2 separate regions of the Gossypium arboreum genome follow, and region 1 is linked to region 2. The links are chromatin contacts, called in public Hi-C maps. All regions are on one chromosome and are shown on one strand. Each heading gives the region's core, a stretch centred on a gene start, on an enhancer-like site or on the middle of the called end of the contact. The rest is flanking DNA. Distances are from core to core; before and after follow the strand shown. Region 1 holds the start of LOC108470244 (patellin-3-like). Region 2 holds the start of LOC108469807 (protein SUPPRESSOR OF GENE SILENCING 3).

Evidence for each region. A called contact is a pair of places that touch in the nucleus more often than the background predicts.
Region 1: a contact with region 2 is called in a Hi-C map of leaf, with 3 times the contacts expected there. The contact joins the promoter of LOC108470244 here to the promoter of LOC108469807 in region 2. A contact is called at or near these places in 2 of 5 Hi-C or Micro-C datasets (both in leaf).

Annotation. Positions count from the first base shown.
Region 1 is chr10:26,898,487-26,903,225 of ASM2569848v2, reverse strand. It overlaps LOC108470244 (patellin-3-like), which reads left to right and starts at 1,345. Exons shown (of 4, transcript XM_017771530.2): 1 at 1,345-2,825; 2 at 2,954-3,078; 3 at 3,158-3,293; 4 at 3,568-4,020. The coding sequence starts at 1,617. The coding sequence ends at 3,822.
Region 2 is chr10:26,458,384-26,463,696 of ASM2569848v2, reverse strand. LOC108469807 (protein SUPPRESSOR OF GENE SILENCING 3) reads right to left here and starts at 2,015. Exons shown (of 6, transcript XM_053020412.1): 1 at 1,788-2,015; 2 at 79-1,106. The coding sequence starts at 1,092.

The DNA of each region.
Region 1 (4,739 bases), core at 96-2,595, 440 kb before region 2:
TCTAAAAAATCAACAAATGTAATCCTTAATTTTACATTTACATATTACGCCAATGGAGTATCAATTCTTAAAAATTAAAAAATCATTTTTCAAGAAAATACATTAGATTCTATAAATAAATAAATACTGTTTTTCTCTTTTTCGACATAAAATCTATTTATTAAAATAATACTTTTATACATAAAATATTTAAAAAAACTCACAAAGAAGATTTAAACTAGATTCAACTTTTCCTTTTTAATTTAGATTATTTGATAAATAATAATTTTTATGTGATTGACCTTATTCGTTAGTCTTGTCAAATTTGTTGAGCGTTGAGAATTATCTTCACACACTACCACCGACACCAATAATCCTTCTTCTAAACTTCTCGATTTCCACATCCTCCATCATTGGGCCACCAAATTAGGATATGGTTGTAGAGTTGTCAACACGACTTTCCATCTATTGGGTCTCTAAGACTCATCATCACATATATATTCTTAATTATGTCCGTCTCAAGCACAACCTCAAATGCAACAAACTCTTTTGACAACAACCTAAAGAAGTCAATTCTCACCCTTTTTGACCTTAGGCTATAATTTTTACCTAACTTGAACAAGGTGGTTATTATTGTTTAAAAAATAGAAAAGTTAAAGTGGTTATTATTGTTTAAAAAAATAGAAAAGTTAAAGTTTTAAACTGTTTTATTTATAATATTATTTTTAATAAATAAATTTCATATTAGAAAATAATAAATATATTCATTTATTTATACATATTTTTATAAATTTATATGTATTTTTATCAAAAATAAAATTTTAAATATTTACTAAAGTTTTTAATTGTTAATTTTAAGAATCAATATTAAATTGATAGAATTTATAAATATTAAAAATTAAATTTATTATTATACCAATAAAAAAACCATTAATAATAACTCAACGAAATAGTGATCAAAACATTATATTTCAATAATGTTAATACTAAAATAAAAATCTTAAACATCAATTACCAAAACAAAGATACACTTGTATGGTTGATCGAAAAACTTGATTAGGGTAGAGGGACCTGACCGTTGGAAGGGTGTGTAAGTTAAGAATGGATAGGGAGATCTGCAACGGACGGAAGACATAGTGGCATCTGACTGAGTAGGTCCCGCGTAGAGGAGATGACAAGCTGATGAAGAATAGAGGATCCTATGTTTCCATTGCCCAACACATCAACGGTTCTTATTCTGCGGTTGCCGTTGAGTTGTCTGTAGACCCAAAACCCTGAAACGTTAATCATCATCAAATGAAAATCCAATGCCGCCACCTGCGCCGATGATTTCTATGTAACTCCCCCCATAATCCCATTCACTATACTGATAATTAACACTTCCAAAAAGAAAATAAAAAAATGAAGGCTTTACAGATTGTAAAATGAAGGAGGGTAGTAGTGGGTCCCTGATATGAGCTTGCATTTCAGTTTCACACCTTCCCCTTCTCTCTCCCATCTCTTTAAAAACTGCATGCCCTCTCTTCCCCCTCAAACACCACCATTTACATTTTTACTCTCTTTTTCCCTCTCTTCATCTTCTCTTCATTTTCAGTATCTCCTCGTTTTTTCATTGACATCAAGAATAATCATTAACTATGGCTGACCAAGTTCAGGTTGGAGCGCCGCCAGCTGACAAGGTGGTTGTTGTTCCCGACGTGCCACTAGCTGAGAAACCTCCGGTTGCAGCAGTAGCAGCAAAAGAGCCACCGCCGGTACCCGAAAGCGAAGAAGAACCGGTCAAACAAAAACATGTTGAGGGTGAGGAGGCTTTAGAGACGAAGATATCAGATGCAGTAGCCGATGGTGATGATGAGGAAAAAGTTCCCCAGTCGGGTCATTACAAGGAAGAAAGCACGCGGGTGGCTGATCTTCTTGAGAATGAAAAGAAAGCGGTTGAAGAACTTAAAGTGCTTGTTCGAGAAGCGCTTAACAAGCACGAGTTTGGTGGGTTTGCAATGCCGCAGCAACAACCACCACCAAAGGATGATTCTGCCAAAGAAGAACCAAAACCAAAAGCAGAAGCAGTCACAGAAACAGTGGCCGAGACAAAGGAAGAAAGCATCGCTCAGGCTGAAACAGGAGATGATGAAGAGAAGGTTGCTACTGCTACTGTACGATCTGACGCAGTGGAAGACGATGGTGCCAAGACTGTAGAAGCCATTGAAGACACTATTGTTTCAGTCTCTGCTTCAGTTCAACCAGAGCAACCGCCGGAAGCAGCATCTAAAGAGCCTTCAGATGCAAAGCCTAATGTGGAAGGTAAAGATGCTGAAACAGTATCGAACAAAGTGCTCCCACAAGAGGTATCCATATGGGGCATACCACTTCTTGCAGATGAAAGAAGCGATGTTATTCTCCTCAAATTTCTAAGAGCCAGGGATTTCAAGGTGAAAGAAGCATTCACCATGCTCCAAAACACCCTTCGTTGGAGAAAAGAGCTCGGCATTGATGAACTGGTGGAACAAGATTTTGGTAATGATTTGGAGAAAGTGGTGTTCATGCATGGTTTTGACAAAGAAGGACATCCGGTGTGCTATAATGTGTACGGAGAGTTCCAAAACAAGGAGCTTTACCAGAAGACATTTTCGGACGAAGAGAAGAGGCAAAATTTCTTGAGGTGGAGAATCCAATTCCTGGAAAAGAGTATTCGGAAACTAGATTTCAGCCCTGGTGGCATATGCACCATTGTTCAGATCAATGACCTGAAGAATTCCCCAGGACTTACTAAATGGGAGCTTAGACAAGCTACCAAACAAGCCCTTCAGTTGCTGCAGGATAACTACCCTGAATTTGTTGCCAGACAGGTAATTAATCCGGCAATTAGTACTATTCTTTGTGCCTTTGATTAATTGCTTTATCAGTTATATTGTTGTTTTTGGCAATAATAAGCATTTAGATTGCCTCTCTGGATGCTGGCTGGTTGTTTGTTTAGGTATTTATCAATGTACCATGGTGGTACCTTGCGGTGAATAAGATGATAAGTCCATTTTTAACGCAAAGAACCAGAAGCAAGTTTGTGTTTGCAGGCCCTTCAAAATCTGCAGAGACCCTTTTCAGGTTTGTTGTCTAAAAAATCAAGACTTTAAACTCCTCTCTCTACCCTTGGTTTAAATGACATTATTATGTTTTTAATTAGGTACATCGCTGCGGAGCAAGTACCAGTCAGGTACGGAGGGTTGAGCAAAGACGGTGAATTCGGCAACACCGATGCCGTCACCGAGATAACTGTTAAGCCAGCGGCAAAGCACACAGTAGAGTTTCCAGTTACAGAGGTAAATGGCATTTTCTTTTATTTTGTCTCTGGTCAAAGGGTAGCTTTCACTTTTATCAGGAATCCAAAGCCCCCCTGCCCCCTGGCCTTAGGGATTCGCGTAGTACTACTTCGGATCCTTTGGGCACTGTTGTTTGCTATTGTTGAACAACAGGACAATGGCCACCAACAGGGGCCTCGATGTTTTGAAATTGAAACATGCTTGTCAGAGTAAAAGAAACAATATGGAAACTTTAATGTATATATAATTAAGTAGAGAAAGGTATGGAATGCAGGCATGCTTACTGACATGGGAGGTGAGGGTTGTGGGATGGGAAGTGAACTATGGAGCAGAATTCGTACCCAGCGGTGAAGATAGCTACACAATAATAATCCAGAAGAGCAAGAAGGTGGGTTGTTCAGAGGGAGAAGTAGTGTGTGACAATTTCAAGGTTGGTGAGCCTGGAAAGGTTGTTCTCACCATCCATAACCCTACATCCAAGAAGAAGAAACTCCTCTATCGCTTGAAGACCATGCCTGCATCTGCTTAGACCCAAACACTAAGAGATTCACTTTTGCTATTTTGCTTGCCTCTTAAAAAAAGAGAACGTTTCTATTATTATTATTATTATTATTTGGAATTTTGGAGTTGTTCATTTTATTTAATTATTTTTAGATATAGTTATCTGGTTTGTGTATATTTTATTTATACCTATACTGCCTTAAAGATAATTGTTTTTCCTAGTAAATTGCAAAGTGTGGTTGGTTCTCTTGATTCCTATTTCCTAGGGACGAATTCCATATATAATTGTGCTTATTTTTAAAATAGGGGTCTCAGTTTTCAAGAGAAAGAGGTCTGTTCATCAAATAAAATAATTGTAGCCAATTTTGTTTTAGTAAAAAGCAATATCATTCATTGTTGCTGGGTCTTTTTTCTTATGTTCTTTGGAGACTTTTTAGGTAATTAACAAGATAAAAGGAAACGGTGGTCAACATTATAAGCGTTACACTGCTTTTTTTATTTGAAAGAATCTTTTTATTTTATTTTATTTTTAGTCCCCGTAAAGCCACTTCTTGTTCTGTACTCCCATCATTCCACCCGTTAACACTATTCAATCTTATTAATTATATTTTTAAGGACTAATGTTTTTAATCTATTTTCGAGATTAAATGAATTGAAGTGTATTTATCTTTTATAAGAATGGAGGAGAAATTATAAATAGTTTTAAATATTGTATTTAAAAGTTTTTTAGTTTTAATATTATTGTCAATGTAAGACATGAGTTTGAATACTTTGAAGAACGTTTATCCTCATATTTAAAAATGGAGAGAGTTATAAACAGTTTTGGATATTGTATTTTTAAAAAATTATTAACTTATAAAATATAATGTAGACTATTATTAGAAATAAAAAATAATAATAATCTGTTAAATAGGGTCGGGCTATTTGTGTAAATTCAAAGTTACA
Region 2 (5,313 bases), core at 766-3,265:
ACAAGTATTTCCACTGAAAATAGAAACAACTAGCTTCATTATTTTAGTATATAAATATTGCAAAAGATATTGCAGTACCTTATCGTTCTCATTTTGTTCCAGCCTTGTGTTCATTATCATAACCATAGGTGGCCAGACTATTTCATGATCTTTTTCTTCATCTTTTAAACCCTTCCATTTGCCAAAAGCTTCACCAGAAGGAATAACTGAAGTACCCCTTCTACACAATTCCTCATCCAAGAGTTCAGCAAGTTCACGATGGAGTTTCACCCTTTTTGCTCCTTTTGTTTTGGCATGTGTCATCAGAGGCTGAAGGCCTCTATACCAGTCAATGGCACCAGGACCACCCTGGCATGCTGGGCAGTGCCACTGCCTTGCTGGGTCGTTGATTTCCTCAATTCTCAATGCATCTAAACTCGAGAAAAATTTCTTAAACCATCTATTATTCTTTCTTGTCTCGTGGCTCTTTTGACTTGAATCTGAATCAAAGTCATCGGTTAAAAGTTCATCATCAGAATCATCAATAGCATTATCATCTGAGTCATCCTCAACATCATCAATATCATTGACCTCTTCAACCTCAGTGCTGACATTGTTTTTTCCATGATCATCTTGTAACCCCCCGGATGGATTGGAACCAGTTCTAGATTGCCAATTCCATCCATACTGAAGGGGTGGGCGAATGACAGGATGTGGTGGCACATTGTTGTTCTCAATAGTCTTGTTGAATGTTTGGGGTCTTGCATTTCCTCTGCCAGTTGCCATCCTGGAATCAGTATTATGAGTATCCCAATCATTGCCAGAGGCTCTTCCTGATACAGCATTAGTCCGCATCGCTCCCCGCGGTTTACCATTGGAATTTTGAGGACCCCAAGGTCTTGCAGCACTGCTTCCAGTTCTATTCTTAGGCTTCCTTTGAATAACCTCCCACTCACCATCGTCTTGAGGCAAACCCAGGTTCATGTCCGATACACCCTGGCTTAGCTGCTCAACCTTGGAGCTAGAGGATCCAGATATGTCTTTCCCCTTGGACGATGGGTTGTTAATACCACCAGAAACAAAAGGATTCCCATTCCCTTTTCTTGAACTCATCCTCTAACGCAATCCTATAGTTAGATGTCATAAAATCGACATTTAGTAGTACATAGTCTTAAAAATAAACAAGATCGACAACAATTAACTACGAAAATGCCTGTAGATGGTGTTGTCAGCAAGATCTCAAGCTATAAATTGGTTGTACGATCACTATACCCTAATTGTCAAAGCTGTTGCCCAAAACTCAATTACAAAGGATATTTCAGTCAACCATTACTTGCAAAGATCGAAACATTTACGCATTGCACTGGGTTGGCCACAAAATAGAGCTAGCAATCGGTGCATCCGTGTTATATCTCAACTCAAACATGATTGAAATAACTAAAAGTCTAAAACATGAACATGGCACGAAATTTTAAACATGTCAAATTTTAGACAGAAACAAGACAAACTACAGGCGACAATACATCATTAACACCGCTAGTATGTTTGAAGTTAGAATTCTTAGGTATGGCAGGGCATGACAAGATTAACACGAACAACATGGCTAACCTGTAAAATGAGAGCAGCAGCAAAAATGATGGCACGAACTGCAGCGGCAACGATAACGACAACAATGCCATAATGAGACAGAGAAACCGTTAAATAAAAACCAAGCAATATAATTAAGAAACTCAGAAAATAATTTACCCCACATCTAAGAAAAAAAACTAGGGTTACCTCACAAAAACGGTGAAAAGCCAAAAATTTACCTCTAATAATAGGGTAGACGCAGGGGCGCAGTGTAAGCATAGAGCGTGTGGAGCTGCGGGGCCGGTAAGGCGAGACAGGGTTGTGGAGTAAAGCAGAGTAGCAACAGTATGAGAGTGGAGAGTGAGCGTCGGCTTGGAAAATGAAATGAGCAGGAAAGTTTTTAGGTTAGCTAATAGCTGGAAAGCATTTTAAGCGTCATTTCATTTGTACCACCAATAACATCGACGGGTAGCGGAGGTTGAATTAATAATAAATATAAGTTTGGATAAATTACGCAATTAGTCACTAAATTATGGTTAAATTTTTGTTTTGGTTACTTAATTACAAAGTTATAATTTATTCATTGAATTATTTGAAAATTTTTATTTAAGTCACTGAATTACTTAAAAGTTTTTATTTAAGTCCTTAGTCCATTATCTTTTTTTTAAGTGTTTTGCCAACAAGTTCTAAATTATAATTCGACGATTGGTATGGTGAATTAGTACCTATTAATGAGTAGAAGAATATTATTTAAATCGAAATTGATTTAATGATTAGTGTCGGAAGTTGGAGAAAAAGATTATTGGTTCGTAAATTCGTAATATCCAAAACTGTTTAATTTAAAATTTGAATAATAAAAGAGAAGAGAGCTTTCAATTGATAGTGCGAACAAAAAACTATATAATATCAATTTTAACAATCCAGTCATTTTTATTTTATATTTTCTTTTAAATTTCACACGAATTTTCGCACTTGAATTTATAATTGAAAATTTTGAGTGATTAACCCTTCAAATTGTAAGGAAAACATCATAAATGTCACATTAACTTAACCAATATTGTTTTATATAATTTCTTTTTTAAAATTTACGAGTTATATCAATTTTCTTGGTTTGGGTAATTACAAGATTAAAAAACAAGAATTTTATATAAGTTATGGAAACATACACTTTTCACGGTATAAACCCCAAATTAATTTAAGCTAATATGGGTTTTGAAAATCAAACCCCAAACAAATTTTCGAAAGTCTAAACCAAAATAAAACAATGCTTTAAGCAAAAATGATTACCTTCGATTCAAATTAATGGCTAACCACGCTACGATTCGATAAATGGAAGAGAAGAGATTTGGCTTTTATATCGCTTGTTATTTGTAAGAAATAAGATGTCGATCATTTTTTTTTGTTTTTAATTTCCACGTCATAGTTTAATTGTTCCAAAATGAAGTTATTTTGGTCACATCATTTAAATTTTTCCACATTGAATCACGAGGTCAATATCGTTAACCTTGAATAATCTAATCAATATTTTCTATTAAAAAACAAGCATTGAGTTTTAAAATAGGGTAAATTACGTTAACAATCACCTAACTTTGGGGTAGCTGGTAAAACAGTTATTTAAGTTTCATTTTAGTCACTCAACTTTTAAAAAGTTACAAAACAGTTACTAACGTTATAAAAAAAGACAAAATAGTCACTGATTAACAGTTTTTGTTAGTGTGTTAACGGGACCGTTGATGTGGCAAGTTAACCAACTGATGGGTCTTGGTTTGGGGCAGGTTTAGGGAAAAAATTGAAAGGTTATGGGTTTTAAGGTAAAAAATTAGAAAAAGATTCTGATTAAGGGGATTTAGAGAAAAAAAAAAAATCGATTTGGAAAAATTTTGATTGTGATTTGGGTTGGTTTGGTTTGAAATTGATTTGAGAATCGATTAAGAAAGTTGGTTTAAGGTTAGAAATCGATTCAATAATTGATTAACAATTAACAGGATATAAGGTTAGAAAACGATTGGACTTTTTTGTTTGGGGAGAAAAGAAGACGAAACTAGAAACCATTCAGTGTTTTTGATTCTCAGCGACAATGGTCAATAGAAGAGAAGCTGCCAATGTTGTTAGATCCACTTTAACGGGTAAGTTGTTGCATTTAGTTTTTTATTTTTTGGATTTAAGGTTATTTTGATTTAGGGTTATTTTGGGTTATTTCGATTTTAATTTTAATTTAGATTTTAATTTAGGGTTATTTCGATTTTGGTTTTATTTGTTATTAATGTGCATGATAGATTATGGTTTGGTTATTAAAGTGAATGACATATAATGTGTATTGTATGCCATGTGCATTATGTTTGTTGTTTATATCTGTCATTGTTTGTATCCAAGCTGCTATATTGTATGTAGCAATATCAAATTTGTCATTTACCTTCTATATTGTACTGGTTATTGTCTATTATTGTCTGCCATGTGCATGAAAAAAATGGTTGTGTTTGTATTAAATTATTTTTGTATTGGTTATTGTCTGCCATGTGCATGACAAAAATGGTTATGTTTGTATTAATTTATTTTCTATTGGTTATTATCTGACAGAAATGGTTAAAGTGTTTGCCTATATTGTCTGCCTTTATTGATGACTAATTTGCTTGGCAGGTTTAATTTATGACAATTTTAATGAGAATAAAAAAGAAATGTCTGGTAGTGATGCATTTGAAAGTGATGTGTCTAATAGGATAAGAGTTAATTTAGATGGTTTAAACATGGATGGTATAGAAATAGGTGAAGTGTGTGATAGTAATGATTTTAGAAGGTTAGATAGTGCACATGAATCTGACTCAGATGGCCAAAATTGGCCTGAATTCAACCTAGAGAATGACATGAGTAATTCTAGACTTAAGGTTGGAATCTTATTTAAGTCTAAAGACAGTCTAAAAGAAGTTGCCAAGCAGTATGGTAGGTTGAATAGATATTTTATTAAGTTTCCCAAAAATGACTTAAAAAGGTTAAAGGTAATCTACAGTGAAAAATGTTCTTGGTTTATATGGGCCTCTAGACTAAATCCTAATGACCCTACTGACCAGACTTGGCAAATTAGGAGTTCAAACCCTAACCATACTTTTTCTAAAGTCTAAAAATAAAAATGTAACCTCAGCTTGGATAGGTGAACTTTATCAAAGAAAATTCATTGTTAATCCTAATTATTCTCTGAAATCATTACAATAAGATGTCAAAAGAGATTTGTGTTGCATAGTCTCACTAACCAAATGTAGGAAGGGTAAACTTAAGGCATTAAAATTAATTGAAGGAGCTCATAAGGCTCAATATGAGAAGATTTATGAGTATTTGTACCAAAATGAGGGGACAACAACAATCTGTTATCTGGATAACAGGTTGTTTCAAAGGATGTATGTCTATCTGCAGGCATGCAAAGATGGCTATAAGGCCGGTTGTAGGAAGATAACAAGTTTAGATGGACGTTTTTTGAAGGGCTACTATGGTGGCTACTTACTTGTAGCTATTGGGATAGATGCAAATAATGAAATCTATCCTCTTGCATATGCTGTTGTCGAAAGTGAAAACCAAGCATCATGGCTTTGGTTCTTGGAGTTGCTTGTAATAGACTTGGAAATTGTGAGCTCGTACCAAATATCTTTCATGTCTAACAAACAAAAGGTAAAACTCCATTTATTTATTTTTTTATGTTGTTTCTATTTAGGGTTTAGGGTTTGTCAAAGAATTAAACTATATTTGTTCTAATTACGGGGACTTTTAGAGGCAACA